Regions from separate parts of the Mus musculus genome. Here regions 1 and 2 are each linked to region 3. Evidence: chromatin contacts called from public Hi-C and HiChIP or PLAC-seq data. All regions are on one chromosome and are shown on one strand. Each heading gives the region's core, a stretch centred on a gene start, on an enhancer-like site or on the middle of the called end of the contact. The rest is flanking DNA. Distances are from core to core; before and after follow the strand shown. Region 1 overlaps Atf2 (activating transcription factor 2). Region 2 overlaps Chn1 (chimerin 1). Region 3 holds the start of Chn1 (chimerin 1).

The links. A called contact is a pair of places that touch in the nucleus more often than the background predicts. HiChIP or PLAC-seq counts read pairs in DNA pulled down with a chosen protein or histone mark.
Region 1: a contact with region 3 is called in an H3K27ac HiChIP or PLAC-seq map of embryonic stem cells, with 7 read pairs. The contact joins the enhancer-like site here to the promoter of Chn1 in region 3. A contact is called at or near these places in 2 of 39 promoter capture datasets (maxillary cranial neural crest and second pharyngeal arch cranial neural crest), 3 of 484 Hi-C or Micro-C datasets (embryonic stem cells, nephron progenitors and stem cell-derived neural stem cells), 1 of 115 datasets of contacts at active chromatin or transcription factors (embryonic stem cells) and 2 of 9 other capture datasets (adipose tissue and pancreatic islet).
Region 2: a contact with region 3 is called in a Hi-C map of forebrain, with 2.4 times the contacts expected there. The contact joins the enhancer-like site here to the promoter of Chn1 in region 3. A contact is called at or near these places in 1 of 39 promoter capture datasets (stem cell-derived epiblast-like cells), 1 of 484 Hi-C or Micro-C datasets (forebrain), 2 of 115 datasets of contacts at active chromatin or transcription factors (embryonic hindbrain and embryonic stem cells) and 3 of 9 other capture datasets (adipose tissue, liver and pancreatic islet).

Annotation. Positions count from the first base shown.
Region 1 is chr2:73,858,866-73,861,749 of GRCm38.p6, reverse strand. The region is part of intron 5 of Atf2 (activating transcription factor 2); the gene reads left to right. Among named protein-coding and RNA genes, the nearest start is that of Gm10822, 32 kb to the left of the region's middle. Within about 2 kb of position 1,454, at least 41 of the 459 cell types and tissues checked have an H3K27ac peak or open chromatin away from gene starts, as enhancers often do. A contact at or near this core is called in embryonic stem cells, where this site is marked.
Region 2 is chr2:73,654,817-73,657,629 of GRCm38.p6, reverse strand. All of the region lies in intron 7 of Chn1 (chimerin 1), which reads left to right. Among named protein-coding and RNA genes, the nearest start is that of Chn1os3, 60 kb to the right of the region's middle. Within about 2 kb of position 1,534, at least 16 of the 459 cell types and tissues checked have an H3K27ac peak or open chromatin away from gene starts, as enhancers often do. A contact at or near this core is called in forebrain, where this site is marked.
Region 3 is chr2:73,774,060-73,776,759 of GRCm38.p6, reverse strand. It overlaps Chn1 (chimerin 1), which reads left to right and starts at 1,414. Exons shown (of 13, transcript NM_001113246.2): 1 at 1,414-1,737. The coding sequence starts at 1,719.

The sequences.
Region 1 (2,884 bases), core at 205-2,704, 85 kb before region 3:
CTGTGATTTGATTGGATCCCCCCCCCCGAAATTTATGTATTGAAAACTTAACCTCTAAAGTAATATGTTAATATACTTGAGGAGGTGGAGCCATTGTGAAGTGTTTAGGATCTCACAACTTTAGACCTTACAACCTCCAGAGTAGTGAGGCAAGAACAGGGTGTCAAATCCCCCAGGAACAAGAGTGACAGATGGTTAGTCACCATGAGGGTGCTGGTAGCAGAACCTGGATTCTCTGGAAGAGCATCAAGTGTTATTAATCACTGAGAGTTTTTTTTTAGCCCCTTGTTTACTTCTTATTTATCATTATTGTAGGAGGTACATGTGTCATGTACATGTGTGGAAGTTAGGACATAGGACTTGGTATCTTTTTCTAACTACCTGCATGTGCTTTCTGAGAATGGAATTCATTTCATAGCAAGTTCCTTTATTTCCCCTGCCCAGATGCCATTTAAAGTAGCTTGGTGAGGAAATGTTTCTGGTCGTGTGACAGTTGGATCAAATTTGACAATTGGACAAATAAAAAAAAGAAACTACATATTTCTATTGTGGCTGAAGTATAAAATGATTAATGAGGAGCTCAGAGAGATAGGGAAAAAAATCTTTTTTTTTTAAAGATTATTTTATGTATATGGGTACACTGTAGCTGAACAGATGGTTGTGAGCCTTCATGTGGTTGTTGGGAAATGAATTTTTAGGACCTCTGCTTGCTCTGGTCGACTGTGCTTGCTCAGTCCCTGCTTGCTCCGGGCCAAAGAATTTTTTATTATGATACATAAGTATATTGTAGCTGTCTTCAGGTGCACGGGTGTTAGATCTCATTACCAGTGGTTGTGAGCCACCATGTGGTTGTTTGAACTAAGGACCTTCAGAAGAACAGTCAGTGCTCTTAACCACTGGGCCATCTTGCCAGCCCCTGGAAAAAATCTTAACTGTAGAATGTATGTTGGTTTATTCACAGAGCAATATGAAGCAAGAAAACTAGAAGATAATAATGGTCAAAATGAAAGATGGACGCACAAGAAATAGACTTTTATATCTGATTTGGAGCTGTAGTTTACACACATTTTTTAAAAGTTAAGAGTAAAAAGTAAAACCTTAAATTCTTTGAAACTAAAATTTAGAGTATGATTTTCATTCCCACTGACTAGATTTACTCTCTGGTAAACCAAATTTACTTTTTAGGATTTGGTACAAAGTTAAAGAAGAGATATGGGTAGTAATTGACTTCGTGTGCTTATCTGTGGGTGGGCACCTGCATGTCATGGTGCACATTTGGAGGTCAGAGGACAGTTTATAGGAGTCAGGCTCTTCTAGCATATGCTGTCAGACTTGGCAGCAAAGACTTTTCCCTGGTGACTCATAATGTTAGAAGCTTTTACTCCATGCTCAGTTAACCCTGTTTCTTAGAGCCTGTATATCAAGGGAAGTATAAAACAAGACAGTATTGAAAGGGAAGGCGGAAGCTAGAGCAAAACTTAACTACTCACATCAAAGAATGCAGACACACCCAGTCCCCTTCAAGGTCATACCCCAAATGGCTGAGGGACCTCTCCAGGCCCACGTATGACTCAGGCTCCACCATTTCCAATGCTAACACCCTGAGAAGAATCCTTTGGATTTTTTTAGGGATATTGGAACTCTAAACCATAACTACAGATAACGCATTGCTTCTAGAAGCAGTCTTTGGAAAGTAACCAGCTTTGCCATATTGTTCAATAAGTCATTCTTGGAAACGGCCTCAAAAAAAGCCCTAACTTTTTTTCTGCTTAAAATAGAATGGCTGCTCTTATTTTGTGTGTGATCCCTTCTTAATATACACTTTTTAAAAATTAGAAGTATTACTTTTAGTTACATGTATATGTGTCGGGGGTGGGGAGATTGGGTTGGGTTGTTAGTACATTGTCCTTGGAAGCAAAAAAAAAACCTGCATTGGGTTCCCTGGAGCTGGAGTGAGAGACAGTTTAACCCATCCAACCTGCTAGGAACCAAACTCAGTCTTCCCCAAGAGCATTAAGCACTTTTAATTTTTTTTTTAATTTTATGTATATTAGTGGATTGTCTGTGAACCACTTGTATGCCTTCTTCAATGAGGTCAGAAGAAGCAACTGTGGTTATAGATGGTTGTAATCTGCCACATGAATGATGAGAATCAAACTTGGGTTTTTTGCAAGTATATCAAGTGTTCTTTACAACTGAGCCATCTCTTCAGCCCCAGCATTAAATACTTTTAAACTATAAGCTATCTCTACCCCACACCCAGTTTTAGACATGATCTTAATTCCATACATATATAACCAACCTTGCCTGGGCTCACTCTATAGACTACTAGACTGGCTTCAAAGTCAACAGAGATCCACTTACCTCTGCCTCCTAAGTGTTGGGATTAAAGGTGTGTGCCATCATACCTGCAGTACTAACACATGAGATTTTTAAAAAGTCTTTTTAAAAAAGAATTAATTTATATATTTTTATGTGTATTATGTATGTGCTTGCTTGAGATTATGTGCAACATGTACATGCTGCAGTCTTAGAAACCAAAAGATATCCTGGAACTGAGTGAGTTTGTTTTGTTTTGTTTTTTTGTCTTCTTTTGTTTTAAATAAAAAGCAATGTATTTAAGTTTGTTTAAGTAGAAGAAAAAGAGTCAGTAGCTAAAAATTAGAATATATGTTTGTATGTGTACCATAAGAAATTATTTAAGAGAATTTCCTAACATTAAATTTATAGTATTTGTTAGTAAGTTATGCATTTGAGCCTCTATGCATGGCTAAGCATGGTTTTAAGTTGTTGTGTTCTACTAGAGCTTGTCCTATCATTTGCTCCTTTTTCTATTATGATCTCTGAAATTAATTTTAGTATTATAATAAACAGCATCGTGATG
Region 2 (2,813 bases), core at 285-2,784, 120 kb after region 3:
AATGTTTTCAGAAAAAGAAAGAAAAGAAAAAAGAAAGGGTCCTGCTTGACTTGGGCGAATATCCCTGAAAGACCTGCAGCTCTAGCAGGAACTCAGTCCATGCAGATGCTGGCATAGAAGGGCACTGCCTCTGGTACACACGTGCAGTCAGCTACTGTGGGAAACAGAACAGTTTCCATGATAGCCCGTCATGTGGTCTGCCTGCAGTGCTCTCTCAGTGGAGTGTTTTCCCAGTGACCTCCGCCTCACCAAAGCCTCCTTTCCCTGTGCTTTGCCTCTTGAGCTGCTTCTTACGTAATGCTGCTCGGTGCAGAGTGCACAGCTGTCAGATCTTATTTCGGGGTGAATGCAAGAGCACCGGTTACCTTTGGTGCAAGCACTCACCAAGGAGGGAGCCATTCAGAGCAGCTGTACCCTGTGACTGGGGATTTGTAGGAGAAAGTGAAAAAATGGATTCTACTGTTATGTAACCTTCTCCTCTCCTCCCGACCCCTCCTCTCCCTCTCTCACTCTCTTTCCCTCCCTCCCCTCTGTTGTTCTTACATCATAGAAAGGCTACTATATCTTAGGAGGCAATCATTTTAGCTGTAAAGATACCACATTCTGTAGAAGTTTGGTAAGATGTCAGTATAAATTTGAGCATAATTCCAAAAGAACTAGAGGGATTCTAGATGTTTTTACCAAAAAGTAAAATGAAGCAAATCTTGCAAGAGATATGATTTGAGTATTAGACATGTAGACCCATATGATAACATCACATAGAACCCATAATTTGTAGGTTTTTATTTATAATTGACATATAAATGTGTATGTGTATGTGTGTGTGTATATATATGTACCATGTGATGTTTCTATAGGTATATGAACTTTAATTAATATGAAAATTGAACCTATTTCTAACTAATCAAATTCTTTTAAGAGTTATTCTATTCTGAGCTGATGAGATGTCTCCGTAGGTAAAGGTACTTTCTTGGCTCCTGGCTGAGGATTTTATCTCTGGGACCTACATGGGAGAAGTAGAGAACCAACTGTATGCCATAGTACCTGTGCTCCTAGAAACACACACTAAATAAAGCGAATCTTTTAAAATTTTAAAGAGAATTACTCTGTCCTAATACCACATGTAGAGAAAACAAAAATTAAAAAATATATCAAAAGCAAAACAGAAGCAGCCCTCCACAGTCATTGGTTGCATCCTCCTTCTAAGACTCTGGGAAGGACTGGAGACTCAGCCTTTGCCTTCAGGCATTTGCTTGTGACATGGACCATTGCCTAATTGGCCCAAATGCCTAATCTCTCTAAACCTCTCTTTCTATGGCAGAAAACTTAGTTCCTGGTCTATGTAGGTACATGGTAGCCACTACTTATTAAGACATATTATCTATAACTGTTTTTTTCTGGATTTATATCAATTAATTCATTTCTATAAAGGAGTGATTAAATCCTGGCCTTCCTCCTAGCATAGATCACAGCGTGGTGGAGAGTCTTGGATGACCCTGGGGGGTTCCATTCAGCTCCTGGGCTGAGTGGGGTTTACATAAGAGCCCTTGAGTATTTTCTGTACAACAGAGTACAATGAAATCCTCTGTTTGCAAGAGAAGATACAGGCAGTGGCTTCCAAAATGCAAATTGTGGTAGAATTCAAATAGCACCATAACAGGAGGCTTCCATAATAAGGTTAGTGATCAGGACCTCTGAAATGTAGAAGTAGTAAGTACCTGGCCAGCAGGCAGTGTCCTGCTGCTTGGCAACCAGAGGGCAGCAGCGGCCACACTCCTGATGAAGGAAGGGGTCTTTCCTCTCCTCCTGGGACACACAGATCCAGGCCCTCTGCTCTTTGATTGATACATATCGAGAGGAGTTTTGTTTGCTTCTCTTTCGCTGCACTGAAATTCTATGTTCAGTGACAGTGTCTCCTCACTTCCTTTTGCTGTGTACCCACTAAACGTCTTACCACCTTCTCCCTCATTCTAATCTTTTTCCCCTTTTTGCCATATGTGGGAAAATGCTGGCAACTGGTACACGTTTAATAGGTGTTGACTGAATGACTGACTGAGTTAGTATACAGTGTGACATAGTGGACCTGTTGTTTTGAAACCAAGTCTTATAACAACAGAAAAATCTCAATACAAAATACATTCTGAAAAGACATTCTTAAGACCTGTGTTCTTTTATATTAATAAAACTTACATACGTTTGAAAAATGAAATGAAAATTCTGATAACATCATGATAACATTTTTTTAAATTTGAAGACAGAGTCTAACTATATAGCCTAGGCTGGCCTTGAACATATTATGTAGTCCAGGTTGGCCACAAAGCCCAGATTCTTCTGTCTTAGCTTCATTAATATGGTTATCATAAAGTATCTTATTAAGCTTTTGTATTATCCTTTATGGGTATGAACATGGAGTATCCAACATGAGATTTTAAAGGAATAGTTTTTCTGCAAATAAGAGGTTAAAAGGAACTGCAATGTGTATTTTATATTAAGCACATTCCCCCTCTCTTCACTTTGAATGTGGGCCAAAGAAGACAAAAATAGCCAAGATCAGTACATAATGGGGTTCTCTCTGCCTCTGCACTCAGACAAGAAAAGGACTGATGAGCAGAAACTGGGAGGTTGGAAAAAATGGCCTATAAGGTCCCTGTAAGACTTCATTTCTGTTGCTACCCGGCACAGTGCTTCTCAGGTGCTGTGAGAGTCAAAAATAGTGGTCACACCTGCCTCTGCCTCTGCCTCTCTGCCTCTCTCTCTGCCCCTTTCTCTCTGCCTCTCTCTGCCTCTCTCTCTGCCCCTTTCTCTCTGCCCCT
Region 3 (2,700 bases), core at 165-2,664:
TCAGCAGAGATACTATCATGGCTGTAAAATCTGTCCAACAAAGCCTTCTTGAATTTTCATTTATCTTGATGAACTGTAATTTTTTTTTCTCAAGAAAAAAAGGGAGGAGTGCATAAAATCAAAAGGAGATTATTGAAAATAATGTTGTAAAATGTTGGTGATTCCAAGAAATATTTTTATACCAGTAGCTAATGAAAATCTATTTAATGTAAGATCAGGTGCCTAGACGTTTGTTCACTCAGGCTGATTATTTTAATATTTCTTTCTTTTTTGAGTTAACTGGCTTGAAACAAAAGGCTTGGCTCCTCCTTTCTACCGGCTTTTCTTCTTTTCTGATGCTTGAGTGTGCTGTGAAATGATGATTGATTAGCTGCACTCTGTTTGAGGTAGTAATTAGCGTTTTATAAAGATTTGATTCCTGAGATATATTAAATAACACAATAACTAGTTGAAATTTAGAGAAAAGAGGAAAAATGACACCAGGGAACGCGAGGAGCCTGCAAAACAAGAAGTGCACGCAGGAGAAAATGAGGACTGAAGATTAAACAAACACGATTACACACCCAAACACTAACAAACCCTAGACAGAGAAAGTAGGAGGGAAAAGGACTATTTTTATACAGAACAAAGGTAGCAACGAGAAATAAAGTGAAAAACATCACAGTTGAGCCTTTAAAAAACAAACAAACAAAAATCCAAACCCTCAAGCGTTGGATGCCCTCTCGCTAATTAAGGCGACGACAAGGCGAGTAGAAAACACCAGAGCTAGAGACAGTGCCTGTGATTGTCAGATAAAACCCAAAAGCTCCGGGGAATCTTTTGTGGCAGAGACTCGCCAGGCAGCGAGGAACGCTGATGTTTCCCTTAGACAACATCCACAAGGTATAACGTAAAAAAAAAAAAAAAAAAAAAAAAAAAGACACAGTGGCTTTAAGCACCTGCCTTCTAACAGTTATTTTAGATAATTCCCGATGCATTTCAATTACCCGATTCCGGGTATACAGATCGGAAACAAGAGGGGCTCCACCAACCCAAGGGAATGTTAGCAGCATTCACAGGCAGGGACCGCTCGCCGGTTAACCCTGAGGGCGCCGGCAGGAGCTCTATCCTCAGACGAACCCTGGTCCTCAGGAGACCCCGCCTGCCCGCGAGCCCGAGCATCCTCCGCTCTGCTCTCTCATCCCATCCCATTCAAGAAAAATCCCGGGATTTCAGGAGCTGCACCCGCTTAGCCCGGGGCGGCTGTTGCCGTCGCCCCGGGGGTGCGCCTGTTGGGCTTGGGGTGGGGGGCGCAGCCTCACTCTAGGCGCGGCGGATGGGGCGCGTCCCCGTGGGCCGTGCGCGCGCCCGTTGCCATGGTAACGCGCGCTCGGCCGCCCGAGGGGCTGGCGGGAATGCGGCGCGCTCTGGCAAGATGGCGTCGGCGAGGTCGCGGGGTGCGCGGTGAGCGCCGGCCGCCGTCGCTCCGCCCGGCCGGTCGCGCCTCAGGTCCGCCCGCCCGCGCGCGCCCCGCGGGCCCATGGCGGCGACAGGTGCGGGCGCGCGGCGGCTTGCCGGGCTGCCGCGGGCCGGGCGCGCCCCTCGCTAACGCGCGCGTAACTTTTCCTCGCTGCGGCCCCCCGCGGCCTCCGCGCCACGCCCCCCGGGCCGCCGCCCCGCCGAGGTGCCGTCTGCCGGCCGCCGCGGGAGCGAGGAGCGCTGGGCGGCGCGGCTCCACCATGGCTCTGACCCTGTTCGGTGAGTGCCGTCCCCGGCTCCCCGCCGCGGGTGGGCCGCGCCCCGGAGTCGCGTGCGGGCTTGGGGGGGCGCGGGGCGGGCGGGCCGCCTTGTCGGGGCTCCTGGAGCGCGGCCCCGCGCGCCGCTCCCATTGTCTCCTCTCAGGCAGGGCAATGGGCGTGAGCTCCCGGGCCAGTCCTGGGGTCGGGGTGAACACACCGTGCCTCTCTCACATACCAACTTGAGAGGGAAGTTGGCTAGTTGTTTGCAAACCAATTTTCCCTAAGTCGGTAAATAAAGATCCTGGAAAGTTTATTATTATTATTGTTATTATTATTTTGAATAAGATGCGAGAGCATCCCTAGCTTCTCTAGAATTGCCCCGTCCGTGTGTTGCTTCCTGTTGGATTGTTGGGCATTTTGGGGGGACTTGGTACATTGCATTGGAAACAAGAATAATATGTGAACCTAATTTGTTATTGGTTAAAATGTGTGCTCTGAGGAAAGAGGGCAGAAGAAAGTTGGTTACTGTAAGGTAACTGTATTGTTTGGGAAGTGATATTTTGTGGATGTAGTTACTTAACACTATTGTTTCAATGGCTAAGACAGTTTGCAATGACAGTGGGTTGGGGGAAAAGCACTGAAAAGGGACATTTCTTTTTCTTTTACAAAAAACAGACCTTGGTACATCATTTCAAGAGAACTCAGTATGTCAAAACTTAGATTTGCAAAGAATTCAGTTTTTCAAAGTAGGAAGGTGCAATGATGTATTAGGAATAACCTATTATTAATATCCAAGCACATTTCTCACAAGTTATTCGGCATATCCAGTTTCCAGTTAAGTTTTAATTATGTCATCTGACCAGGCACAGTTATGTTGTCACATACCATAAATGCTTTTTGTTGTAAATACCTCCAAGTGAATTCAGCTGCTGGCATCAGTTACTTCTGTTTCTTCTTTCTCTGGAAAATAATATCTTTACTT